Linked DNA regions of Mus musculus: all the other regions are linked to region 2. The links are chromatin contacts, called in public Hi-C maps. All regions are on one chromosome and are shown on one strand. The core of a region is the stretch at or near the end of the contact, and the rest is flanking DNA. Distances in the headings are between cores, read along the strand shown. Region 1 holds the start of Nsun2 (NOL1/NOP2/Sun domain family member 2). Region 2 holds the start of Zfp367 (zinc finger protein 367). Region 3 holds the start of Hnrnpk (heterogeneous nuclear ribonucleoprotein K). Region 4 holds the start of A930018O16Rik.

Evidence for each region. Hi-C and Micro-C count contacts between places; a contact is called where the count stands out from the background.
Region 1: a contact with region 2 is called in a Hi-C map of CD4 T cells, with 6 times the contacts expected there. The contact joins the promoter of Nsun2 here to the promoter of Zfp367 in region 2. A contact is called at or near these places in 2 of 484 Hi-C or Micro-C datasets (CD4 T cells and CD8 T cells).
Region 3: a contact with region 2 is called in a Hi-C map of B cells, with 5 read pairs. The contact joins the promoter of Hnrnpk here to the promoter of Zfp367 in region 2.
Region 4: a Hi-C map of CD4 T cells shows a contact between it and region 2, with 10 times the contacts expected there. The contact joins the promoter of A930018O16Rik here to the promoter of Zfp367 in region 2. A contact is called at or near these places in 1 of 39 promoter capture datasets (pre-B cells) and 1 of 484 Hi-C or Micro-C datasets (CD4 T cells).

What each region holds. Positions count from the first base shown.
Region 1 is chr13:69,610,198-69,616,744 of GRCm38.p6, forward strand. Nsun2 (NOL1/NOP2/Sun domain family member 2) reads left to right here and starts at 1,819. Exons shown (of 19, transcript NM_145354.5): 1 at 1,819-1,991; 2 at 2,104-2,261; 3 at 2,741-2,845; 4 at 5,215-5,320. The coding sequence starts at 1,896. It overlaps Srd5a1 (steroid 5 alpha-reductase 1), which reads right to left and starts at 1,266. Exons shown (of 5, transcript NM_175283.3): 1 at 770-1,266. The coding sequence starts at 1,050.
Region 2 is chr13:64,151,429-64,158,341 of GRCm38.p6, forward strand. It overlaps Zfp367 (zinc finger protein 367), which reads right to left and starts at 1,771. Exons shown (of 5, transcript NM_175494.5): 1 at 1,172-1,771. The coding sequence starts at 1,561.
Region 3 is chr13:58,397,152-58,403,775 of GRCm38.p6, forward strand. Hnrnpk (heterogeneous nuclear ribonucleoprotein K) reads right to left here and starts at 5,361. Exons shown (of 16, transcript NM_025279.3): 1 at 5,242-5,361; 2 at 3,182-3,266; 3 at 2,742-2,839; 4 at 2,005-2,061; 5 at 602-645. The coding sequence starts at 3,239. Rmi1 (RecQ mediated genome instability 1) reads left to right here and starts at 5,446. Exons shown (of 3, transcript NM_028904.3): 1 at 5,446-5,638.
Region 4 is chr13:69,532,281-69,539,091 of GRCm38.p6, forward strand. It overlaps A930018O16Rik, which reads left to right and starts at 2,035. Exons shown (of 1, transcript XM_011244606.3): 1 at 2,035-3,171. The coding sequence starts at 2,035. The coding sequence ends at 2,916. It overlaps Tent4a (terminal nucleotidyltransferase 4A), which reads right to left and starts at 1,584. Exons shown (of 13, transcript NM_198600.2): 1 at 1,208-1,584.

The sequences.
Region 1 (6,547 bases), core at 569-3,068, 5.5 Mb after region 2:
ACCATAGTGGCCACAGTGGACTTTGGGCAATAGATCTAGAAACTCATTCTTTCTCCTCACTGGATTTAAGAAAGCAGAGGCTATTAACACAACAATGCATTCTCCCAGCCTCTCTGGGAAATGAATACTTTAGGATCAGAGAGGATAAGAGACTTTCCCATGTCCCAAATGTCACAGAACTCAACTTCCTTAGATATAGAGACATCCTTTTTTTTTTTTAATTGTGCACTTTTCAGAATCTAGATGAAAACATTTAAACGTTATTAATAAATGTTGGGTCAGTTAAAGATAAGACCTAGAGACAGTCCAGTCCAGTTTATTAGAAAACCCAAAGACTTGAGGCGGTCACTAAAACATTTTTCACATAACACCTCCTGGGAAAGATTCATACCATCTCACACAGAGAAAGCAAAACATCTCTGAAATTGCTCCAGTCCACATTCGGGGTCCACAGTGGTTCCAGAGTAGGTTGTTAGCAAGCTGAAGCTAGGTCACCTGGCTATGGGACAGGCTACCAGGGATAGATTCCCCAAGGGGGAAACAGTAGAAATGCAGCTTGGATGGCATCGCAGATACTCCTTAGGGCGGAGTCTGCAGATGGGCAGGGAAGAAATCCGGACCACTGTGCCACTATCCCTGACCAGACACGAACTTCCACCGCTTCTGTGCGGTCCTTTCTACCTCCCTTTCTAGACAATCCTTTGTATTTCGGAATTAAGTCTCTGAGCCGCGGGTCCTCGGGAGCAAGCGCAGGAGGGAAGACCATTACCTTTGCACGTAGTGGATCAGAAACATAGCTAGCAGGACGCGGTTAGGCAGGTTGCCCAGTCGGGCGGCTGCAGGACGGATGCACTCGTACAGCGGCCAGGCCATTGAAGGCAGCTCCTGTAGGAACCAGGCAGGTCGCGCGGGCACTCGGCGGCCGGACCACTGCGAGGAGTAGCGGCCGTAGGAAGAGCCCACCATCTGGAGCCCCACGAAGGCCACGAAAGCCAGGAAACCCTCCAGGTAGACTAGCGCATCCAGTAGGCGCAACTCATCCAACTCCATAGCTGAGGTCGAGCAGCGTGCTCCATGCTCGGATGTCCAAGTGGAGCCACATATAAGCTCAGGAGGAGGGCGCAGAGCAGCCCACAAGGGCCAGCGCTCCAGCAGGGTGTACCTGCCCAGGGGAGGGGCGAGCCACCTGCTCGGGCGGAGACAGGAGCACAGGCTAGCACCACCAGAAGATACCCTCCCGCCCGTAATCCAAACGAGAGAACGATTGGGTAAAACCCCGCCCACACAGGGAGCCACGCCTCTTCGGGGGGAGGGCGCCTTAGTCTCGAGCCCCGCTCCTCAGAGCCCCGCCCGATCTTGGAGCGCTACACACATTGGCTGAGAGCTCCTTTGGCTCGCGAAAAGTTCTGCCGGAGCTCCGCCCCCTCAGCGCCACAGCGGAGCACCAGAGCCTCGCATCACCCACAAAGTCCCGCCTACACAGCAAAGACCCCGCCTCTTCGCTCGAAACAGACTCTCGCTCCGCCCCGCCTAACTTGCAACCACGCCCCTCCACAGTCTAACCCGGACAGCGACAGATCGGACAACACTCCATGACTCTCTGCGCACGCGCTACGATCAGGTCGTCCATGCAGGTGCCTGAGTCTCTGTGTAAGACGGGGAGATTCACGCTCAGTGGCGTTTAAGGTTGATTTGAGGAAACACGTTCTCTATAGGAATACCACCCTTTTTTTTGCGTGAGTTCTCGGCGGGAGCATGTTGTGTCTTTCAGGCATATTTTTTGACTGCCTCTGCTAGGACCCAGCCGCGGGGTCCTCGGGATGCAGCCGGAAGTGCAGCGTGCGTGCGGTTTGGTGGGTCGCTGTGTGCGCTCCGCGTGTGCAGCCGCGTGGGCCATGGGGCGGCGGGCGCGGGGCCGGCGGTTCCAGCAGCCGCCGCAGCCTGAGGGCGAGGAAGACGCCAGCGACGGCGGCAGAAAGCGAGGCCAGGCGGTAGGCGCGGGGACGAGAGGGGTGTCTGGTGGGCTCGCGCGTGCGGAGCTTGCTCGTGGGCCGGGTTCGCGGGTGTCGGTCGGAGCTTGCTCACCTGTCGCTTTCCTGGCAGGGCTGGGAAGGTGGCTATCCCGAGATCGTAAAGGAGAACAAGCTCTTCGAGCACTACTATCAGGAACTCAAGATCGTGCCAGAGGGAGAATGGGACCAATTCATGGAGTCACTCCGAGAACCTCTCCCAGCCACACTGAGAATCACTGGGTACAAAAGGTACGTTTGCTGTGTCTTTTCTGAGGTGTGGACTTGGGGGCTGTAGTGCACAGGAACGTCCTCGGTGGGACATTAGAATATGAATAGAAAACGCGACCCGGGAAAGACTTGGGTCCTATGGGGGACCATCAGAGCAGCAGGAATCTTTGCCTCTCTTGCACGTCAAAGTACGTTGTCCGCAAGACTCGTGGCAATTAAAAACTGAAGCTGTGACAAAATGCAGTATTGCTTTTACCTTATTTGTAAGGTGTGTCCAACAGAACAGTGAACTGGAGGGAGTTAGAAAATTGATGGTGTTGCTTTCTTAGATGTTAACAGGGCCTAGGTGTTAAAAAGTCTGCACACCCCGGAGCGCTTATGGAACGTCTTCTCAGAACTGGTTTTACGTTTAAAACACTTGGCAATCTTAAAGCTATTAAATCTTACCAACTCACCTTCTTAGATGACTGTGAAACTTGCTTTTTTTTTTTTTTCCATAGCCATGCCAAAGAGATTCTCCATTGCTTGAAGAACAAGTACTTTAAGGAGTTGGAGGACCTGGAAGTAGATGGACAGAAAGTTGAAGTTCCACAACCACTAAGCTGGTGGGTACAGAATGCTTCCTCGTGCTGGGTGTTTCTTAGGTCCCCAACCCCCTTTAATGCACTTCTCAGCTCTAAAGTCACTGTCGGCTTAAAGAGCTTGGTTGTACTTTCCTTTTTTTTTCTTCTTATAAAGATTTACGTGTTTATTATATATAAGTACACTGTATTCAGACACACCAGAAGGCATTACAGGACTCATTACAGATGGTTGTGAGCCACCATGTGGTTGCTGGGAAGGACCTCTGGGAGGGAGAGAGCAGACAGTACTCTTAACTGCTGAGCCGTGTACCTAGTCCCTGGATGTATTTTTCAAGCATCTGTTTGTCTGTTTTCCGAGACAGGATTTCTGGGTGTTCTGAAACCTGTAGACAAGGTTAGTCTCAAACTCAGATCCACCTGCCTCTGCTGGGTGGATTAAATCCATGTACCAGCATCATCTGCCTTATTAGATTTATGTATGTATGTATACGAGTGCAGGGAGGCTGTCTTCAGGCACATCAGAAGAGGGCACTGGATCCCATTACCATGTGGTTGCTGAGAATTCAACGCAGGACCTCTGGTCTGGAAGAGCAGCCAGTGCTCTTAACCACTGAGACGTCTCCCCAGCCCCCATCATCTGCCTCTTTTCAAGCATCTTAATGTTCTTTCCTGTAGTGCTTTTATTAACATGAGGTTGGGGTACACATGTTCATCAGTGACTCGCAGTTAATTGAGTTAATGAGTTTGGTTAATTGGTCTTGGGTCCAGCTTCCTCCTTGATGTTCCTGAGTTGCTTCTTGAACTTCTTTTTACAATGACCAGTTTTCCACATCCTAGTTTCCGAGTAGAAGGGAAGACAAGCTCTGCTTGCCAGTCTCATCACAGGTTGCTATGGCTTGTGTGCCAGTGTTTCCCAGCGCAGCCTGCCTGTAGGCTCACATTCAGTCAGGCTTCCCCTGTATCCAGCAGCCAGGCACTCCTGCTCCCATGACAGCCCTTTTATTACCTGTGATCCCTGGCTCTGAAGGTGTAGGATTTCATATTTAATACCTGAAATGCTCAGTAACAGCTCAGATGCTCCACACCCTGAGTGAACTTAAGGAAACTTTTAATTATGGTTTCATATTTAAGATTTTTAGGTAAAATTTTCACAAAAGAAAAATATTTTAAGCAGTTTCTATATAAAGGTGAATTTAGTGAGTCTTTTCTGATAACTATGGGTTTTAATTTTTTTTTTAATGATTTTTCATTTTGAGGCAGGGTCTTATTTAATCATGGCTGGTCTGGAAGTTTCTATGTCGAACAGGCTGAACTTCAAACTCAGAGAGACAATCCCCTCTTCTTTTGAGATTGAAGGCCTATGCTACCATGTCTGCATTTTGGCTATTGGTATATTGATGTTGTCTTTTGTTTTTAGGTAATCTTTTGTGTTTTTTTTTAATCATGGAATATCGCTTGCCATTTTTCACTGGCTATTTGGGTTTTCAATATCCTTCCTTACCATGTTAAGCACAGCAGGTCCGTTTAAATGAGTCCTGGATGTCAGACACTAAAATCAGTGTGCAGAAGATTTCTCCAATATCTCACTAGGACTCCAGACTGGTGGCGTCGATGGAATTGCCTCTGGTGAAGCAGGGTTAATATTTCAGTTGTTTTTAATTGTCTGATACATCAAAGAGTGCTGTGTGTAACATCCACAGAAAATTTCTTTTTCATAATTTAGATGGAAATTAACAGAAGTATCTTAGTGCACAACGGTTGAGCAGGGTCTAAGAACTATTTTTCTGTGTCACTTCCAAGTTTCAAGTTTGTCACTTTGAGTCTGTTTTCCAGTCAGCCTGATTTCATTTTCCCATTTGTTACCATGGCTACAGAGATACACAGAACCTCTGTGACTTGTTACAGGAATTCATTGTCCTGTCTCAGGTGTAACAGTCAGTGCCAACACAGAGATTAATTACTGTCCGACCTGCTTAGTTTGATGCTGGGTTGAGTAGGCTTGGTGAGCAGAGTGTCGTGAGTCACATCAAAGCCCTTGTTCCTGCATGTAGATGAATACATACAGGCCAGGTGTAGATAACACCTGTCCCGATCACTGACTTCACAAAGAAGGAATGTCCTCAGAGTGACACAAATGACAGGAGACTTCATTCTTCAGTCTGCATAGCTGATAACAGACTTTGTTAAAACTGAGTGCATTTGTGGTTTCCAGGAATGGGAGGGGGTGTAGGGTTGGGTTTTGTACGCAAGCTCTTTTGTTTCCTTATAGAATTGCTTTTACAGACATACAAAATAGACTAACAAAATCATAATCAGGAATCTATCAAACATGTAACTGCCTACTACTCATGCCTTATTGTATGAAAATGGTCAACATCTTCCGTCTCTAGGTACCCTGAAGAACTTGCCTGGCATACAAACTTAAGTCGGAAAATCTTGAGGAAGTCCCCGTTGTTGGCAAAGTTCCATCAGTTCCTGGTCAGCGAGACTGAGTCTGTAAGTGGGTTCTGTGAGCGCCCTGGGGCCTGAACACTGAGTGCTGTGATTGCACTGGCACTGTGCTTCCCACCTGGAGAGTGGCCATGGTGAGGAGACCCTGGCCTTAGTTTCCTGTGATTGACTAGGCTTACCTGTCTCTGTTGTCAGCTTGTCTGACTGCCTTCTCTTGGTGGATTCACATGGCTGTCGAATCTGAGTGTAGGACCAGGCTGTCACTGTCACTCATAGTACTTCTGTGCAGTCTCCTCCTTTTTTCTTCTTAGATGTGTGTTCACTTGAACTGTCATACATCCAAGATTTTAGGGCCACTATGGAAGTTATCTAGTTTACTTGTAATGGCACTGTTAACGTCACACTTTATCTTACTGTATCTTGCTGAATGTATTTTTCCTATATTGAACCTTTACCAATGCTGCCAAAAACATGTAGCCGAGTGTAGCTGTAATTCTCATAGGTGCAGACTTTCTGGGTTGGTTCGAGCGACTTCAGTCACTGGACTGTCCCAGTACAGCTGCTGCCCATTCATGTGGACCTGGAGAAGTGCACACTCTATAGCTTTCCTTTTCTTGTTCACCTCTTTCTGATGAAGTGAATGGTTTTGTGCTACTAGATAAAGCGGGCTTCCTGTTCACCAAGCTTTACAAATACTGTGCTTCCCTAGTTACTGGTGCCATTACCAATTTGAAAGTTGGGTCTGGCTCAGTTTCAGTTTCTGGCTGTTTTTTACCACTGTGGCTTTCTGTGCAGATAGGTAGAGGACATAAGTTTGCTTGACTTTCCCTCGATGGAAACTAAGCATTGAAAGCTGCCACATCCTTGTCTGTACTCAGCTCTGCTCAGTTCCTTATCTAGGTTGGTGGTAGAGTAAGAGGTTAGCAAACCATGAGGAAGCATCCAGTTTGTGCTTTGAATAGAGCACAGGCTGGGTGGCGACCAGTGCAGTAGGTACCTAGGTGGTGATGGAGACCCAAGTTGTGAGGGAAGGTGACTATTAGAGGAACTAGGCAGTGGGAGCTGTGCAGCCGAGCAGAGCTAGCTTCATTAGCTCTGCAGAGTTTTGGAGGCAGAGTCACACTGATAGACCGGAAGCTTACGTCGGTGTGCCTAGGTGAGTGAATCAAGGGTTAGGTAGGTGCCACAGAGTCACTGCTGATCACAAACTCAAGGCAGAGAATAACAGGTGAAAATGTCAGGTCTGACGGTCATATGCCTGACTTGTCATGT
Region 2 (6,913 bases), core at 521-3,020:
TTCAGTGTCAGTCATACACAAGTGCAGACACAATATAAATTAACTACAACTTTAAAAAGTCAAATACAAGAAACTTCCACGGTATTTTTGTATGTCACTTAACTGTACAATGCATTTTCTAAGGACTAAAATATTGAATTAATACAAAAGTTATAGATACCTAAAGTACCTAAGATGACATGTCAGGAGGGGCGACCTGAAGCCAGCAACAATAGCTGTTCCTTACACCAACGCAGTTTCTACTACCAACATCTCTACTGTTCTTTCAAATATGCACTGTGGTGCAAGTTTCAACTTTACTGCTCTATAATAATACCACTAGCTAAGTACCTACTTCCTCACACAAAACAGTTTCACCTTTTTGGCTACCGCCCATACACAATGTTACCAAACTTGCTTCAATTGATAAACTAGGCATCCCTTAATCCGCTGGGTAATTTGCTTTGCTACACCTGTAGCAAATCAAGTTATTCTGGCAGTCAACCAACAACAGAAAACTGCATATTTATCTTGCAATACCATGTATTCGACACACAGATTTACCGATACCTTCCTGAGCTCTGATGAATGTCCAGTATTAAGTCTAGCCCCATAAACACACTCCCGGTTCCTTCCGAGCACAGTCACCGTGTGCCAACACTCCCACTAGCTAGCTATACATACGATTTTCATGAAGACGCTTTAACAAACTCCCTAACCCTCAGCTGCTCCGGATGTAAAGGGTATAGTAGGGCATGGTGTCGCTAGCCTTGAATTCCAGCACTCGGAAAGTAGAACTCTGAGAGTCCCAGGCAGGCCAGGGATACAGTGCGATACTTGGCCCCCGCCCCAATGTGGGCTGGAGCCAAATGCTCACATCCTTCCTTCCCACATCTAAGCAGGCCGAGGCCGCGAGGTTACAAGCACAGCAGTGCAAGGCATCTGGACACAGCGAGCCTCCCCCTCATCACCCCGCTGCACCTGCTGCCCTCAGACCGGCCTTCGCGCCGCACCCGTCACATGACCACCTTGCCCCCAAAGGTCCGGTTTTGGCGCGCGGCAGTGACGTCAGCGTCCTGTCAGCCACCGCCCCCGCCACCCCGCTTTTCCTCTCCGGCCCCGCCCCGCTGGCGAGCGGCGCCGTTAACGGGCCCCAGGCCGCCCCGCGCCCGGGGCCGCCCGAGCCACTCACCTTGAGGTGGCCGCTGTCTGGGCTGCTCGCCTCCTCCTCGTCCTCCCCGCCCGACACGGCGGCCACGGAGGCGGAGGACTGAGGCGCACCCCGCAGCGTCGGGAGTTCAGCCGCCACGGGCAGTCCGGCTGAAACGACGCCGCCCGCCGCCCCCGGGCTGAGCGTCACGTTATGCGCGTTCTCACCCCAGCGCCACGGGTACACCATGAAGTCGCTGAAGCCGGGGCTAGTGGGGACGAGCGGCGGCGGCGGCTCGGGCTCCCCCACGCTGCTGCACGGAGGCGTTGCCGGCGTGGTCCTGATGACCGATACCAGTACGCGCTTCGGGGAGTCGTGGCAGAAGACGACCGGCGGCGGCTCCGCCATGGGTGCCGGGGCGCCGCGGATCATGCTGGCTCGTCTGCAGCCCTCGCGCTCTCGGCGGCCCGAGCTTGCCTTGCTCGCCCGCGCTGCTACGTCTCGGCGCCTCACAGCCGCCGGCTCATGGCAGGCGGCTCCGGGCGATCAGGCTGCAGCAGCGTTGCTGACAGGAAAACGGGACGCGAGGCGCCGAGTCCCCGAGAATAACAACCTGCCGCCGCGGTCCCCGCTTCGGCTTTTCCCGCGTTACATTTCGCGCCTGGGCGGAACCAGTCACCGCGAGGACCCTGCGGCTGGCCACCGCGACGAGTGACAGGTCGCGAGAGCCAATAGCCGGGTCCAGGCTGTGTTCCGTCCGGAGGGGGCGGAACCAATTCGAGCGCGGGTCCTTACTGCCACGTCATTGGCCGCCGCTCTCATACTTTTTTGTCTGGAGGGCCAACTGCGTTCGAAAGTCTGTAGGAGCGCGCGTCTTGTCCTGACACACCCGTCGGGAGCCCCACCCTGGCCGGATGACTCCTGCGAAGGTGGGGAGGGGGAAAGAGGCTGTTGATTGGAGGAGCTGCGGGAAAGGGGCGTGGTGGTGGGCGGGGCGAGCATGCTGGGTCCCTCCCCCACCAGAAGAAGAGGGGGTGTAAAGAGGGTAGGAGTCTGGAGAAGTTGCAGTGGAGAGGGCCCTCCCCATCGCCCCACCCAATCCGCCCCCTCCCGCGCGCAGCCAGTTTAAAGGGCTGAGGCCGCGCCCGTCCCACCCCACCCCACCCACGGCTGCTCAAGGCGCCAGCAAAGCACCACTTCTTTTTGGGCGTTGGGGGGTTGTTGTTGGTTTTGTTTTGTTTTTCGAGACAGGGTTTCTCTGCATAGCCCTAGCTGCCCTGGAACTCACTTTGTAGACCAAGCTGGCCTCGAACTCAGAAATCCACCTGCCTTTGCCTCCCAAGTGCTGGGATTAAAGGCATGAGCCACCACCGCCCGGCTTGTTTTTGTTTTGAGACAGGGTCTCTATAGAGTCCTGGCTGCCCTGTAACTCCCTATGTAGGGACCAGGAGGGCCTCGAAGTCAGAGATCCCATTCGCCCCCCCCCCTCCATACACACACACACCCAGTACTGGGACTAAAGACGTGAGTCACCACTCCTGCCTAAGGGCATGGGTTCTTAATGTGAGTCCCGTGACCAGCCCTGCTACGGTTCCCGGACTATTGGTTCTTGCTGCCAGGCTCGGGACCGCGGTGGGACGCATGAGCAACCATTCGCACAGTAGTCAGCTCCCGGTCGTACTTGCTTGCAGTGTTTCCCAGGCAGTCTGATGGTGGTAGCAGTTCAAAGATTTTTTAAAAATCTCTTTAGAGGCTAAAGGATAGAACTGGCAACTGGAGCTCATTTGCTTGCTGCGTTTCCCAGGCAGCCTGTTCCTAGTAGAGACTCCATAAAGATTTTTATATCTGAATGAGTATCCAGTGGTTAAGCGATAGAACCGGTAACTAAACTCCATCAAATACAAAGCTATGCCTAAATTAATTTAGGCACCAGAGTGTTGTTTTAGAGAAAACTGCCTAAATTAACAAATCAAAGCAGCCAATAGTGTGACCTTATTTTTAGCCACATCTTTATTTTGGGTAAATAAACTATACCTAGCAAGATACCGAAGTCAAATTTGACTTTATGGAGAGAAAGTAACTTGTGAACTGAAGTGAAATGTTTCAAGAAGATACATTGAGTAATTTGTATCTTTGAAGTGGGACAAGTAAAAGTATCTTTAAAAAAAAAAAAAAAAAAAAAGAACAAAGCAGCCAGAGAAATGGCTCCATGGTTAAGAGGACTTGCTGCTCCTCCAGGAGACTTGGGTTCCAAGCTCCCAGTGGTGGCAGTATGTGACTTCAGTCCCAGGTGATCTGCTTCCCTCTTGTAGCTTCCTCTGACAATGCATGCACATGATACACATTCAAGGAAGCCAAACACTCATATACATTTAACATTTTAAATTGGATTTCTTTTCTGGAGGCTGGCTGGGTACCACAGCTTGTATCTACTGTATGGGGGGGTGGGGGGCGGGACGGGAAATACAGTCTGATTTTAATAGTCAATCTGGAAACGGAAAGTTCAGCTTTTGTTTCCCACAATGGGATAATATTGTAAACGACAACAGAAACCTTACTACATTGTTTCAAATCCACTAAAATACTTTGTTTCATAGTTGATAGTGAAAGTTTAAAAAATAAAAAAAAAAGATATAGCTATCAGGAACACTTGAATGAAGGGCTGGGCAAGAGGCCCACAGGTTAAACACTGGCCAATAATTACTATTCAACACTAACCTGCTCAAGTGCAAGATGAATCACCCAGAAAGCAGAACACTGACAAGGTTTCTAAAAATTACCCTTGATGAAGGGTAACCTGGCAACTCCACTTGCTTCCAGCCACAAGAGAATGAAAAACATGCCAGGAATGTGGTGAGTTTGATTCTGGGAGAACTGAAGTCACTCTGAGCTGCTTCTTGCTCCACTTTGATGCCACCAGGGGGCTATATGCAATGTGTGCGTATATTCCTGATGTCTATGTTCTGTCCTAGATATAATTAACAGCCTAAGGATGTACACTAACTCTGAAGACACTAAAACCCGTCACAGACGAGCAGTGGTCTCCTGCTGAGACTAAAAAGACAGGGTGCTAGTGCATGCCTTTACTCCCAGCAGGTGTCAAAGGCAGGCGGACCTCAGAGTTTGAGGCCACCCAGGGCTACAGCTACACAGAGAAACAGTCTCCAAAAGCTAAAACTCAGCAAGCAAAAAACCAGCTATACTATTTCAGTGTTCAAAATGTAGTCCCTTGGGGGTGTGGCTTATTGGTACACCTAGGCATGTGTTGTAAGGCTTTGGGCTCAATCCTCAGCATGAAAAAAAGCTACGGAAAAAAAGCTTGATAAAAGTCTGTCAAATCTTTTACAATGTATCCTAAAGCCTTAAAAAGAAAGTAAAAGGGGGCTTTCAACTTGAACATGTAGAACTTGAATAGAGTCAAGAAGCATGACTATTGCTATCAAAGCAAAATTTTTTATCCTGTGTGAGACACAAAACAATTTAAAAAGTATAGAGAGGGCTGGAGAGATGACTCAGTGGTTAAGAGCACTGACTGTTCTTCCAGAGGTCCTGAGTTCAATTCCCAGCAAGTACATGGTGGCTCACAACCATCTGTAATGGAATCCCTCTTCTGGTGTGTCTGAAGACAGCTACAGTGTACTCATATACCTAAAATAAATAAATATATCTTTAAAATATATAGAGAGATTTAGTGTCACATCTAAAAATGTACATGAAGCAGCTTTGAAAATGGAAGCTGAAGGGCTGGAGAAATTGCTCAGCAACATTTGCTGCTCTTGCAAAGGGCTTTGGTTTGATTCCCAGCATGCATGTCTGGTAGCTCATAACTGCCTGAAACTCCAGTTTCAGAGAAACTGACATCCTCCTCTGAACTCTGGGACACCAGCATATACACATAAATATATACAACTTACATTCATTGAGTTCCCAGTATACAAACATCCCTCTTGTTTTCATTAATCCCGAGCAATTTTATCTGATCCTTAACAGATTCTAATAAAATCCCTGGATTAAAGAACCTATTTTAAAGTAATTTTCTAATTTACAACAAATATTAACCTTCTGCTTTGAAACACTACACAGTTCTTGTAATCAACAGTTCATGTTGGTGATATTAAGAGGCATCATTTAATAAAGGCTAACAAAGTACTATCTGTGAGGTGTCTAGAAAATGGAACATGGAAATTAAGAAGAATGAGGCACATGATGCTTTATATACTTATACCTACAGAAATGAAATAACTACCTTATGTCTAGACAGACTATTACCAACATTAGCCAAGAATCTATGAAGAACAACTCACAAGCCCTGATTTTATAGCCTGGTCTAATATAACTAAAGAAGCATCCAGCAAAAGAGTTACAGGCTAACTTTGTTACTTTGTTTTCTGGGATGATCTGAGAGGTCACAGTTTCAAAGCAAAGGACAGAGAAAGGACAAGTGGAAGAAAGGAGAGAATAGAACCAATGCTATCTGTCTTAATTAGCTTTAACTATCAACTTGACACAGCCTAGATGCACATGAGAAGGGAGTCTCAATTGAGAGTGTCCAGACCAGTTTGCCTGAGGCAATTCTGTGGTAGATTGTCTGTTAACAGATCAGAAGCACAATTCCCTGGGGGAGGTGTTCCTGGATTGTATAAGAAGGTTAGCAAAATATCAGTCTATGAGTAAGCCAGCAAGCACCATTCCTCCATGGATCCTTCCTTCAGGTTCTTGCTTTGAATTCATGCCCAGGTTCTCTCAATGATAAACTATGACCTGGGAGTATAAGATGATAGAAACCTTTTTCTCCCCTAAGTTGTTTGTTTTGTTTTTCGAGACAGGGTTTCTCTGTATAGCTCTGGCTGTCCTGGAACTCACTTTGTAGACCAGGCTGGCCTCAAACTCAGAAATCCACCTGCCTCTGCCTCCTGAGTGCTGGGATTAAAGGTGTGTGCCACCACGCCTGGCTCCCCTAAATTGTTTTTTGATCAGAGTGTTTTAGCACAATAACAGGGAGGAATCTTGACTATTGTTCATATCACAACATTATAGTAAAAGGCAAGCTCCTTTGATCAAGAAGTGACTTTTTAAAGATGTGTATGTACATTGATGTTTTGCCTGCATGTATGACTGTGTGAAGATGCCAGATTCTCTGGAACTGGAGTTACAGACAGTTGTGAGCTGTCATGTGGGTACTAGGAATAGAACCCCAGTCTTCTGGAAGAGCAATCAGTGCTCTTAACTGCTGAGCCATCTCTCCAGCCCCAAGAAGCAGCTTTCTAAGTTATGATTCAGTAAACTTCTGTAGAATTTGTAGTCAGTACCCTATCTCCAATCTACCATATGACAATAGACTAAACCTCTGAAACTGTAAGCAAGCCCCAATTAAATGCTTTCTTTTAGAAGAATCACTGTGGTCATGGTATCTCTTCACAACAATAGGACATTGGCTAAGACAGACACTGTGAGGGCCCCACAAAAGCAATAAAAATATTTAACAAAGTCATACACTTATAAATCGATAGAGCTAGAATACAAGTTAGTAGTAGAAAGAGGACTGACTGGCTGGACAAAGGTATTTTCCAAAGTGGAGGAAAGGGGTCAAAAAGGAGATATTAATGATGGTGTGCAAAATTTTAAGGTTGCTAAATGGAATTCTACATTTACAATAGGAGACTTGGAGGCTGAAGGGTTGACTTAGTGGTAAAGAGCACATGTCACCCTTGCTGAGGACCCTAGTTTGGTACCCAACACCCACATAATGACTCACACTAGCCATGACTCTAGTTCCAAAGGATC
Region 3 (6,624 bases), core at 4,111-6,610, 5.8 Mb before region 2:
CGACCAGAATTGAAGCAGAGTTGAATTCTCATGTTCCCCGCCACCAAGTTAAGGACACCCTCGCTGTTATGGTAATACTGGCACACCTTCTCTTGGGTAATTTGGGGGAATATGCAAGTGGTGAACACTGTATCTGGAGTAAGGTTATGAATACCAGTTAGAAATTAGACTACTTAATGGGCTCTGCAAGAAAACAAATACAAATGCAAGACAAAACAAAGACAGTACAAATGAGAAGTGAAAGAAAGTGAACCAGTTAGCGTTTCATCAGAAAAAATTATGAACAGACAATGTTGGGAAGCAAGGTGGGCCACAAAGACAGAGCGAGAGACTATTTGGGTAACAGTTTGATTTACAATGCAGCAAATATGCAACACTTGAAGCTGTGCTCCTTCCATCGAAATAAAATTAGTGGATCGTTTGGGTGGGCAACTCACGGTAAAAGTTCAGTGACAAAAGGACTTAATGGGGAAAATAAGACAGAAACTTGAAAAACAATACACCGTCTAAGGGGATACTATTTAATTATATAAAAGGCAGGTAATAAAATACATTTCTCTCTTTCTAATCAGGCAGTGAGGCATAAACTGTTGGGACATACCGCTCGGGGCCACTGCTGTCTGGGACTGAAACACTGGCATTGTACTGCATTGGTCATTGGCGTTCGTGGATGTTGGCATTGGGCATGGGCATTCAATCAGAAGTTGTCAAGTATTGTACCCGTTTGGCAACGAGCACATTTTTGGGCATAGCCAACCAGGGTTTTCACATGGGCGTTCAGGGGCGGATGGGCCAACGTCATGGTGGGCAACGCAGGGGTAAGTCGATCCAGTACATGGGCAACGGAGATATATGGCCAAAAAAACAAGGAGAGGGAAAAGGGGGAAAAGCAATAAATTTTAATTTAATACAAACTATACTCATACTCTCAATGAAACAAGCTTAAGTTGTTCTGAAGACTAACACAATAATGGACTTCTCTATACCTGACCGTGGCTTCTTAACATTTAAGGACCTTAAATGATGGTTCTAGGTTTTGTTTTGTTTTTTAATGTTTCAGTAGCAGGCTGGCTCGTGAGGGTAGACACAAAACCTGTCATGACTCAAAAGTTTACTGAAATTGAGGAAAATGGGGAAATAACCCAGATAATTATACAGAACATCTGGATTAAGAGGAAAGAGGTTCAAAGACAAAACAAAAATTCCCACACCAAACCCCCAAATATTAAGACTGATTTGGTTTCATAAGGTATAAAACACATCTTATAAGCAGATTTATAAAAATTACAACGAAATCTAAAGTTTATTAAGAGAAACACAAAGATCTGTTACCAAGAGAAATGAAATACTGTTAGGTACTCAAAGTTATTTGCCTCAATTTTACCAAGATAAACATTAAGAAATGTAGATAGTATGAGGGAAAAAAATAAATTTTGGTGTAATCAGTTCTAGAAATACACACACACTTCTGGTGCTGCCAACATTTAATGTGTCTAATCACAAGAGTCAACCCACTATAAATTATGAAGACTCAAATCCTAGGCAAACAGTTCTGATTGCCAAGATTAATCTATTCATTACCCATATTTAGAAATCAGTCAGCATGAGCTCCATGTTGCAAACTGTGGAACAGATGATTTAAAAGAAAAAAAAAGGAAATAAAGTTTTTATCAGCCATATTCAATGGCTTTCAGAAATGACTAAATCCCTCTTACACATACAAGAGGAATTATACAATTAAGGGTTTTTACACTTTGTCTCCATTCCTAATTAAGATGTTTTAATCTTATTTGAAATGAATTAATTTGAAGGGTTTTATTAAAATATGAAAAGATTTAATTATGTTCCACCTTAATCAGGGTTTTAAAAAAAAAGAAGTCATTTACATAACCATTAATTATTACAAATGGTTTGTAGCTAGTCAGTGATTTCTAAGATGTGAACCTTTAAAATTCTAGAAACATACAATGAATGTGCTTGCTTGTTCAGTAGTTTAATACTTACGTCTGTACGGAGAGCCTTAATATTCTTGCCTCCTTTTCCAATCACTGCTCCAGCATTCTGGAATAGACAAAAAAAAAATTTTGCATTTAGAAAATTAGTATTTTTAAGCTATATTTTTAACTTCTAATGTTTGCACAGCACTGAAAATCTTGAGAAAGAAAAAAATCAAGATGAATAGTTTTATGGTCTTTGGAGTATTCAGAACACCAGGCATGAATATAAAATTCCTAGAAAGCACAGATTACAAGTGCCCTCTTGTAAAAAAACAAACAGAATCTAAACAGTACCTACTTTTATATTGTGACTTGAAATAAGTGATGGGGTAGACTTAAGTAAACTAGTTTCCTGGGGAAATAAGATGCAACCAACACTTAAAACCTGTGTCTACAGTTACTCCACTCATCTCTCTAGCTGATCTGTGGTGGACCCTGGTAATAGGGCTTTCACCATTAAAATTTCAGCACTACCGGCAGTTCTGAAATCTGCTTATCATTAAGAACCACAACTAAATGTGATAGCGCACACTCGGAATCCCAGTAATCAAAGACAGAGGATCAAGAGCTCAAGGCCCGCCTCACCTGTGAGGGGTCTCAAAACAAATGAACCCTTTAAAAACCTTTTATTCAACGTGTTATAAAATTCTGAAAGGTTTCCAGAGCCAAAGCAGAGTTCAAAGTGAAAAAGCATCCATTTATATTTAACTACTAACCAACCTCCAAATTTTAAAGAGCTTATACCTTGCTCTGAAGCAAAATGCGCAATTCAACCATCTCATCAGTATTTCTAGATCTTTTAAAGGCTTGCTCCTCTTCCATATCTTCTGCAGGGCGTTTACCTAGAAATTAAAGTTTAAATTTTCAATTAGAAACATCCCCCAAGAAAGGGTAATTGAAGCCACTTTTTAAGTCCCTGCCTTTGTCTCCCTAATATCCCTAATATCAAAGGCCTTATTTTAATAAGTATTTCAAAGGATTAAAATGTTGGTTGGAAAAACTGTACTGCTTTTTAACCTGTGCAAGAAAAGGTTACTTCTTTTCATAAAAACCAACAGACAAACTCAAGACTACAAAAAAATGAAACTATATAAGAGGTAAACAGAACATATCAAAAACATTTATGGTAATTAAAGTAACAGAACAGAAAATACTAATTGGTTATAATTAAAGTATCTTCTCACCAAATTCACCATTGGTTTCGGTGTTGGGGAAGGTTTCTTCTGGCTGTTCGGTCTCCATTTTCTTGAATTAAATGGATCCACCAATCTGTTGAAAAATAAAGAAGCTAGCTAGTACATTGGCTTATCAGAAAGCAAACACTCTTTTGCTTAAAATCTTCCAAAAAAAAAAAAAAAAAAAAAGGATTCTGCTTCCAGCACACACAAGTGACATCCTAGTGCTACAGTAGTATATAAAAACAAGGTCTGATTCGAGGAAACTAAAATATTCCTAAAAGTGAACTGTTTTTAAAAACTATAATTGAGGAGAGACAGGCATAATGGACTTCTTTTAGACTAGATTGTCTCAATGAAGCACACCCTAACCACCTCCACCACCAGAGCCTTGCGCCCCCCCCCCCCGCAAGGGGTGTGGGGGACCAGTAATTCCGTCCTCAGCAACTTGCTTCATTTCATTACAACGGAAAAACTAGTCGACATATAATTTTGTTCACGAGACTAATTCTTGAAAAGACCACGTCTTATCACAAAACTAGTGTTATAGTAGGGCTAGTAGTAATTTTTTCCCCGCCTTTGGTCGTGACTGACAACACTAATCAATGAAATCTGCCAACTTTAAAAAACTTAGCGGCAAATACAAGGTACATTGAACTTTCAGACACAGAAATCTAAAGAACCAGATGGAAACGACCACCATTATTCAGCAAAGCCACGGAATCTTTAATCACCAACACCATTATTTTAGGCAACGTAAAAAAGGCTATTTCCCAACAATTTTACCTCTAACCCAACTCTCCAAGACTGCAACCAAACCATCACAACTGGTCCAGTTAACTCGTAGTCCTACCAAAGCCAAGGACCAACACAGGATCTTAAAGTCGAGGCATCACCCTCATGCCTTCTCCTATTCCAAAACGCCGGCAGCAAATGACGATCCCTCTGGGGACCACTTTAAATGCAGAGATCGGCCGGCCACTCCGCTAAACCCCCGGCCGCGGGGGTAAATGGATTCAGGCAAATCAGCCGGGTCTACGCACACAAACAGGCCCAGCCAGCCCTCTCGTCCCGCGGCCGCTGTTCCCACAGCGCGCTGGTGTTAACAGGTCCGCCGAGCGAGACCGACCGCGCGCGCTCGCCTCCCGCCCACGGGCCGGGCCTGGAAGCAGCGGCCAGCGACCGTCGCCGAGCGGCGAGCCTCTCCTCACCCGGATCCGACAGGAAATGGCGGCCCGCGTAATGGCGACTACGTGCGACTAGGCGGAGTCGCGCGAGACCCCCCTCCCCCACCCAGCACGCGGGCTCGCGAGCGCCCGTCCCCCGCACCTCCCCCACCACCCGAGACAAAGCCGCCGCGGCCGCCCCATCGGCCCCGCCGCGCAGCACCCCCCACCCCGGAGGTGGGGTGAGGAGGGAGGCCCACGCCGTGGAGGGACAAAGGGCGGCCGGGGCGCACACACACACACCACACCCGCGAGTCCACCGGACGGCCCGGCGCTCCCTCCACACGGGGCGCCCGCGTCGCAAACCCACAGGCCTCTCCTTCCCGGGTCCCTCAAGCCACCTAGCGCCGGCACGCCAACCGCAGGGGCACGCTCGGGGAAATGGCGGCGGTGGGGGGAGGGGAACCCGGGCAACGTTCCCCGGCGGGCCACGGCCGCCCCGAACGCCACCCCGGACAGCCGACTACGGCGTCCGACCCCGCTCCAGCCAGCGCGACCCGCCCGTCCCGCTCACCGCGCGAGTCCGCCGTTGCCTCCCGGCCGCGCCGCCTCCGACGGTCGGTCACTGCTAGACAGAGAACGAGGACAAACCCCCTCCCACTTCAGCGTCGCGCCCCATTGGCTGCCCAGGCTTCGGCGGTGGTGCGAGCGCGAAGCGATTGGCCCGTGGCCGCGTCAATTACGGCGCCGAGAACCCCGCCTTCCGCCGGCGACTCCCTTTGGGCTGGAAGGCCGCGGGCCTGAGAAAACTCGGGCATGGGGATAGCCCAAGCCGCCATCCCGGGGCGCCAACCCGCTCCGGGGACTCGCTACCCCGAAGCCCTAGCCCACCCAGATACCTACAGGCCGCAATCGAGTGGGAGACGAGCACGACGGCGACGTCCGTGCAGCGGAGAAGCAGAGGATAATGGCGTCTGCAGCGCTGTCGCCTGTAGCGCCCTCCTCCTTTCTCGTTCGCGCACTCTGTGGTGAGGGGGAGGGGAGTAGTGACAGACCTCTCGCGAGACTTCAGCGGCGCTGCTCACGTGTGCCGGGAGGGGCGACTGCGGGGGGATTTTCGAGCCCCGAGGGAGTTTGGCGCGATTGGAGGAGGGACGGTCGCCCCGTGAGCGCCCGATTGGGCGGGAAGAAGTGAAAGAGGGAAAAGAGAACCCAGCTGGGAACGGGAGAGGGAGAGCGGCGCGCGGCCCTGGGATCACGCTGCGGTGCGAGGCGAGGCGAGGCGAGGCGGGAAGGCCAGGTCGGTCGGTGCTCCGCCCGGGTTCCGCAGCTACCCGTTGTCGCGTCTCGCTCGCCCCCTCCCTCCCCGGCGCTGCGGGCTCTGCGCCCCCTCCGCGGCGCCCGGGAAACCCGCTGTGCTAACGGCTCCCCCGGCGGGGAGGGCGGGGGAGGGCTGGAAGCGGCGCCCGCTCCCAGGGAGCCCGGGGCTTACTTCCGTGTTGGGCCGGTGCGATGCAGACCCCCCGGGAACGCCGCGTAGGGAATGCCCGCGCGTCCGTGCTGCAGCGCTCCCTGGGACCCTCCCTGAGAAAGCTCGCAGGCACACTGCCCCGCCATGGCTGCCCCACCAGGGGAAGGGAGGGTCACTGCGGGTGCTCGCCTCGCTCCTCATCCTCACAGCAGAGCTCCACGGTCCCCAGACTCTGGCTGATGTCCGGATGTCAGCCTGTAGGGGTGACCTCCAGTTAGCGAGGCGTGTGTGCGAGCGCACCCTGTCCTACCTTTCCCTCGAATAATCCCAAAATGTGCACACCGGCCAGCACCCTGTAAATCGCTCCGTTACAGAGCGGTCGAGCCATCCTTTACCTAACTGACAGAAGAGACTGGGGCTTGAGGATCTGGTGAGGGGGCTCTCGTTCTGAGACAGCCTAGTGTAGCCCTGGCTGTCGTGGGATCCTGTAGATCTCCTGCCGCTGCCTCTCAAACGCTGGCATTAAAAGCGTGTGCCCCCACTCCTGGCTCAAGATTTTTCATATGGTGGTTTTTGACCCGGAGGGTCTCTCAAGAGATCCACCTGCCTCGTCCTCCCAAAGCAGGGATTAAAGGCAAGCGTAACCATGGCCAGCTAAAGTTAGTATTTCTTTTTTTCTTTTTCTTTTTTTTTTTTTTTTTTCCGAGACAGGGTTTCTCTGTGTAGTCTTGGCTGTCCTGGAACTCTGTAGACCAGGCTGGCCTCGAACTCAGAAATCCAATGCCTCTGCCTCCCAAGTGCTGGGAGTAAAAGCG
Region 4 (6,811 bases), core at 785-3,284, 5.4 Mb after region 2:
GCTGACCAGCTTTACAGACCACCAGAGAGACCACATCAAGGGACACAACTCTCACCGAGGGGCAGATCATGCTGCTGATGCCTAAGTACCCAAGTGGAACTCTGTCAGAGGCTAGGATCCGTCTCCCGGCAGACACCATGTCCATTACAGTTATGTAACAATCCAGAAACCTCCCGTAGGTCCACGGCCACACCTGTCTCACAAAGTTCTACAAGCAAGCACTGCGGGGGAACTGGCAGAAGAAACCAGGCTCCTCCTGGATTTGTAGTGCATGCTGGAGAATCCCGACCCAAAGATCCAAGGCAGGTGAAACAAGTTGCAGAGGGGACAACTGTTTCTATGTAACACCCCCAACCCCTTAAAGAGTATCCGTGTTCCCCACAGACCTCAAACCGCAAACAGCCCCCTAAGAAGTTACCTCAAAGGAGTCCCAGGGCCTAGCAACCACCCGGGTGGACTTGAACTGGGGATGTCGCTCCCTGGAGTGAGGGGGAGGGGGGGAGGTTAGACGCCCTTTAAGAGCGGCAGGAACTGAGGCAAATCAAGCTCACCAGTCTTGAGACTACACAACCACTATTTTGTTTCTAGATGTTCAGAAATTCAACCAATAGGTTGAATGAAGAGCTTCATACTAGAAAAGTCTCACCTGGGGCAATTCCAGACCAACACCCCCACCTTGCTGTCATTGGGGACATTAAACCGCTAAGGTCCTCTGAGCCTTATGGAAAAATTTTTAAATGAAAACACCTTCCTGTGAGTTCACAGGAAAAAAACCTGAGTACTATTAGGTGGTTTTCAGAAACCCCAGGTGACGGTCTTTCTGTGAACGTCTGCCCAAAATTAAAACGTACGAGGTAACCTCAACACACACAAGACTCCACTTCTAAACCTCACTTGATGGCTAAACTGCACCAATACCAAAAACCTACTGTCTCAAAAAAAGGGAACAAAAATTTTTTACATTCAACCTCACTACACTAAGATACAGGATTTAGCCTACAGGAAAGAACACGCGTAAACGCTTCCCACTCTGACAGCCAGCCCTTGCTTCCCTGCCCTGGAGCAGAGGAAAGAAAGGAACCACTTTCTAGTCTAGCCCTAGGCCTCCATCCCGAACTGTCAATCCCCCCTGCCTGGTGGATCTCGATCCAACGGAGTTTTTAAAGTGCCCGCGCCGCTGGCAGCCCCGCGGCTCGGGCGCACTCACCCCTGGATGCCCGGGCTGTACGCGCGGCTCTTCCACGGCGTGCCGGGCCGCGCCGCCTGGGCCCCGGGGCCGCCCCCTCCGCTCAGCGTGGCCGCGCGGCTGCCCGACAGCAGGTAGTTGAGGCCATACGTGCTGGCCTTGTTCTCGCGTTTCCGCCGACCCGGGTGGAACTGGTGCTGCGGCGGCGAGCCGGCGGGCGTGGAGCCGCGTGGGCCCGGGTGTGCGTGGGCAGCACCGTCGGCGAAGCTGAAGAAGGTGCGGCCGCTGCCGGCGCGGCCGAGCGAGGTGCTGCTGGAGGACGACGACGAGCAGCCGGGACTCTCGGTGCCCGACTCGGCGTTGGACGACGACGAGGACGACGACGACGACAGCGACGGGGACTTGTGCAAGCGTCTTGCGCTGTCCGCCGCGGGCCCTAGCGCGGTAAGCAGCGCCGGGGGCAGCGCGGCGGGGCCGGGCGCCGGCGGCGGGGACGAGGCGGCGGGCGCCGGCCCCGGGCCTCCTGCTGCTGGTGCTGCGCGCCCCGCCGCCCCGGGCGCGGCCGCCGTGTCCAGCGCCGGCGAGTTGAGGCAGAAGTAGGACGCGAAGCCGGAGCCGCCACGGCCCACGCCCTGCGAGGTCTCCCAGATCTGCATCCACAGGGCATTGGCCGGCCCCTTCTGCTCCGGCTGGATCCAGGCCACGCGCGGATCCATCCACGCGCCGCCCCCGCGGGGCCCGCGTCGCCCGCCGCGCCCCGCCCCCGCCGCGCCCCGCCCCGCCGCGCCCCGGGCCGGCCGCGCGGACGGACGGACGGACGGGCCTGGGCCGCGCTCCGGTGCGCGCGGATGGGCGCGGGCGGCGCTCGGTGGGGCGCGCGGCGCAGCTGCGGTCCCGGTGGCTCAGGCGGCGCGGGGAGGGCGAGGGGGCCGCGGCGGCGGCGGCGTAGCGTGCGGGCGGCAGGGAGAGGCCATCGAAGGGGCGGTGACCGGCCGAGGGGGCGGGCCCAGAGCGTCGGGCCGTCAGTCAGTCACGGCGCTCCTGCGGCGCGGCGGCGGAAAGACGCCCTCGGCGGCGGCCGGGAACGGAGAGGGATGGGGGCCGCCGCCTCAGCTCCAATGAGGGGCGGGGAGGCGGCGCGGGGGCGGCGGCGCGGGGGCGCGGCCTCCCTCGCGGGCCGCGGCGCAGTGCGCACGCGCGGGGATTTCAAATCCTCACTAGACAGCGCCGCCTTGGTTACCGCGCTTGCGCACTGCGCGCTCCGGGCGGCGGCGGAGAGACAGTGGCGCGGGCGCATGCAGACCAGACAGACAGGGCGGGGCCGGAGGGGCGGGTGCGGGTCGGCGCTGGGCTGTGTGGGCCGCGCTGCGCGTGCGCAGACACGCCAGCGTGCCGGGTGGAAGTTTCCGCGCCGGCTGGTGTGCTGCGGTCGCGGACCGCCTGGGAAAACGAAACCGCTGCGACTGCACCGGGTCGAGCCCCCGCCCTCCCGCCTTCTCCTCGCGTGCTCTGTACGGTGGAGTGACTGGGCAGAGCCGGCCACGCGTGGCCCGTCGCTCGCAACGCGCTCCACCAAACGCGCCTGCTCTGGCATGCGCCGCGTGCGGGCGCCACGGCCCGTGAAGCCGGAAGCAGCTCTGGTGTCCTGTGCGTTTGGTGTGCGGGTCCAGCCCAGCGGGTGCCCGCTCTGCCTCTGCCGTCCTTGGGCCTCTGCATCCGGGCTCCGCTAATTTTGAGCATAAGAGAACTGCTTCCCTCGTGGTCTGTACCACCGTGGAGCAAACCTTACCAAGTACTTGGCCCTTCTCACACTGTACCAAGGTGGAAGTAAGGGCCAGGTAGCGTGCTTACTGCCTTCAGTCAGTAGCGTTAATGCGAATGAATGTTTTATCTCTGGCGTTTTCTGACCACCGGTGTATGTGGAGATCACAGCCAATGAGCAGAGCCTATGCTTTGTGTGTGGTCACGAGTGCCTGTAATTCCAGCGTTTGGGAGGCCAAGGCAGGACGATTGCAAACAGTACACGCAAGCCCTGAAGCCCTGTCCCAGAGTGTGTTGTGTTAAATACTACGGGAAAGAAAAACAGTTCTTGTTTGAACTCAATTTTTAATGGATCTGGGCAAAAGCGCAAAAGTCTTTGCCCTCCTCCGTCCCTCGTTCCTCTTGGCTCTGCTACTGTCCAAAGACAAATTCTTGCCTCTCTTCTCATTGGTCACCTCCGTCTTTGGTCTGTTTTTAAATTGTCTCCCAGGTGTTTTCCCCATATTCCTTCCTTTGCCCCCTTTAATTTTTAACCCACTCAGCCGGTGATCCCAGCGTCTGATATGTCCACGCATATATGCATACATATTTAAGTTGTTACTTTTAAGAAATCAGATCGTCTATCGCCTCAGAATGTTACTGGAGCTTACTCTCTCACTGATCAAAATGTAACAGCCTTGCTAACCTGCCAGACTCCACCTAGTCTTTCCCCATTTTCTCCAGGTTGTCCCAAAACCTCATACGCACCAGCAGCAAGTGTGAGGCACACTCCTGCCCCAGAGCTTTTACACTGGGTCTTACAGCTTCCCCATTTCTTTCCCTGATTTTACTGATTCGGGCACTCAGAAAGCAAGTTTGCTCCTCCACAGTTCTGGATGTCGGCAGCCATGATGTCTCAGAAGGTTTGTACAAGGAAAATTACCCTGCTTCCTGCTTTCCTCCAGGTGTCTATTATTCTTGGCATTCCTTGGCACTGCTTGTTCAGTCACATCACTAACCTGACTCCATCATTGCATGGCACTTTCACCATGTCTGCCTCTTTTCTTAGGACCCCTGGTATGTTGGATTGGGCACACACTAAGAAATGTCACCATAACCTGAGAACATCTGTGAATATCTGTTTCCTTACAAGGCTGTTCAGGCACCCATGAGAGGGGCTTCTGCACGTTTTGATTTCACCGACTATCCAATATATAGTTTTTCTGTGTTCCCTCTACTTTGTCAGAATGGCAGGCCCCCAAGGAGAGACAGGCTTGTTGTCCTCTTCTCTGCTGGACATCAGCTCTAGGACGGTGTAACACAGAAGGTAGGTCCTCCCACGAGTGTTAGTAGAATGGCCACGCACACTCAGTCCCCTTGCCAGCTTCCAGAGTCTGTCGTCTGTGCTGTCAGTTTTTTCTTCTTAGAGTGCTTTCCTTGGTTTTTATAGTCTCACGCTCTGTCTTTGCCACTGCCTTTAGTTAACATGCTCCTTTGATTAATCAGCCACTAGACAAGTCTTTGTAATTAGAGTAAATGTTTTGTTATATGTCTGGTGACAAATGTTTTATGTAAATCAGGAGCAGTACTGTACATTCATTTCTTTTTCATTTATTTTATTTTATTTTTTGGTTTTTCAAGACAGGGTTTCTCTGTATAGTCCTGGCTGGCCTCGAACTCAGAAATCCACCTGCCTCTGCCTCCCAAGTGCTGGGATTAAAGGCGTCTGCCACCACCACCCGGCTCATTCCTTTCTTTTGAGATTTATTTATTTTTTTTATTTTATGTGTATAATTAAATGTTTGTATGTGTGTATTGTAAGCTCACTGCATGTGTGCCTGGTATCCATGAAAGCCACAGAAGGGTGTCAGATCCCCTGGAACTGAAGCTACAGGTCATGAGCCACAGTATGGGTGCCGTGAACCTCACCCAAGTCCTCTGCAAGAGCAGCAGGTGCTCTTAACTGCCTCGCCATCTCCAGCCATAGAAGCTGCATATTTCTTGACACTGAGAGTAAAATTCAGTCCTTAAAACCCTGGGCAGGGAGATTGTTCCCATCAGTTTCCACAGAGAAAGAGCCTAGCACCTTACCTTCCAGGCTCGTAGGGCTCACACAGTGACGTCTGAAAATCCAGACCTGAGTTCCCAGGCTGAGTGGCTATAGCTGAGTAGCAGGCTGCCCTCAAACCCAATGGCAAAAGACTGTTCAGTTTTTCTCAAAGTCAGCCTACCAACTGAATGGTTCCACCGAAATCCCACACAGCTAATCTTGCTGTAAGTCATCTAGCAGGGCAGCCAAAGGCGGGCCTTCCCAGAGGACCACACTCAGCCAGCTGACCATTGGCTGGCAGGCAGCTTGGGCACAGAGGCTCATTACCCCGTGCTTTTCCTTATGCAACAAGCGACCCTGGCTAAAGAAGACAAGAAACAAGCAGATGTGCATAAGCTGGGAGCTGGCACGTCTTCATTTCTCAACACACCATGAACCCAAGTGACAGATACGATCTCGATTGAAACCAGTGGGTCTGTGTATAGTCTTGTCTCAGTGAAAGATGTTACAGTCGCACACATGGTATATTTTACTTATGTGTGTATTGTAAATATGGTATATTTACTGCTTATATGTCTGTGGTCTGTGTGCCTGTGTGAGTTTGTGCACTGCATGCATGCAGATGCCCAAGGAGGCCAGAAGAGGATGTTGGATATTCTGGAACTGGAATTAAAGATGGTTGTGTGCCACCCACTGTGGATGCCGGGGGGGGGGGGCAGCGACGATGAGACTAAACTCATGTTTTAATATCGTGGCTCTCTCTAATATAGAGGCAATGCATGAGAGAGGCTATGAGAGGGCACCTTGATTGTTGTAATCGAGAGAGTCTGCTCCCTGCCATGTGTTCAGTACCTGCACAGCCTCTGCGTGAGAGAAAGCCCAGAGATTCTCAGTGGAGAAAGCAGGGCTGTGTCCTGAATGTACAGAGGGTGATGAGGCTGAGGGAGGGAATCAAGAAAGGCTTCTAGACTGATAACAGGGGGGGTCCATTGCAGGTGGAGGGCTGGCGGGGGGGAGGGGGGATGGGGGGGAGCGACAATCAAGCTCTAGAACCTGCATGTGCTGACGGGCATCGGGGACATGGTGTCATGATGTGTTGCAGAAGGCTGGGGTGTGAAGGGAAGGACAGAAGGAAAGGGTGATGGAGAAAAGAGTCATGGGTGCAGGGTTTAACTAAGGTCAGTAAACAAGGCCAATGTAGTAAGTAAGCTCGAGCTGGAATGGGATGTCCTGTTGAGAGCCGGATTCTGACACAACCCTGTCAGTGCAGTGTGGGCGGGCCCAAGACAGGAGCTTAGGCAGGACTCCACCCAGCCCAGTCATCTGGGCATTTGAATATCCAGAGGTCTGGGTGAAAGAGAAGGAACTTCAACTCTACCTCCTTATCCAGGGACCTAGGGTATGGGAAAGGGTGCTTTGCTCCATTCAGTCATTCAAGATGTGTGTGGGGAGAGGGGCTCAGCTCTACCAAGTCAGACAAGAATTTGAGCGCAGCGAGCAGGGCTCAGCTGTGAGAGACCAGGGGGACACTAGCTAGCATGGGGTAGCTTGATTCCTTAATTAGATACAGAGCTCTCTCCTGTTACTAGGGCTGCCTTGAGCAAAAAGCCTGTCGCTTTAACAGCCAGCAGGACAAGCTGCATGCCAGCATCAGCCATTTTAAACACTCCATGGACACCTTGAAATAACTGTGAAAGATTGCATACAGCAGATCACCCTGGCTCTCAGAGGCGAGGCCCAGCCAGGCTGTTTCAGTCTATACCAGGCTTGTGATGGCAAGCCTCCTCAAGCCATTCTTACCTTGCAGAGAGGGAAAATGTCCCCTACTAGAGTGA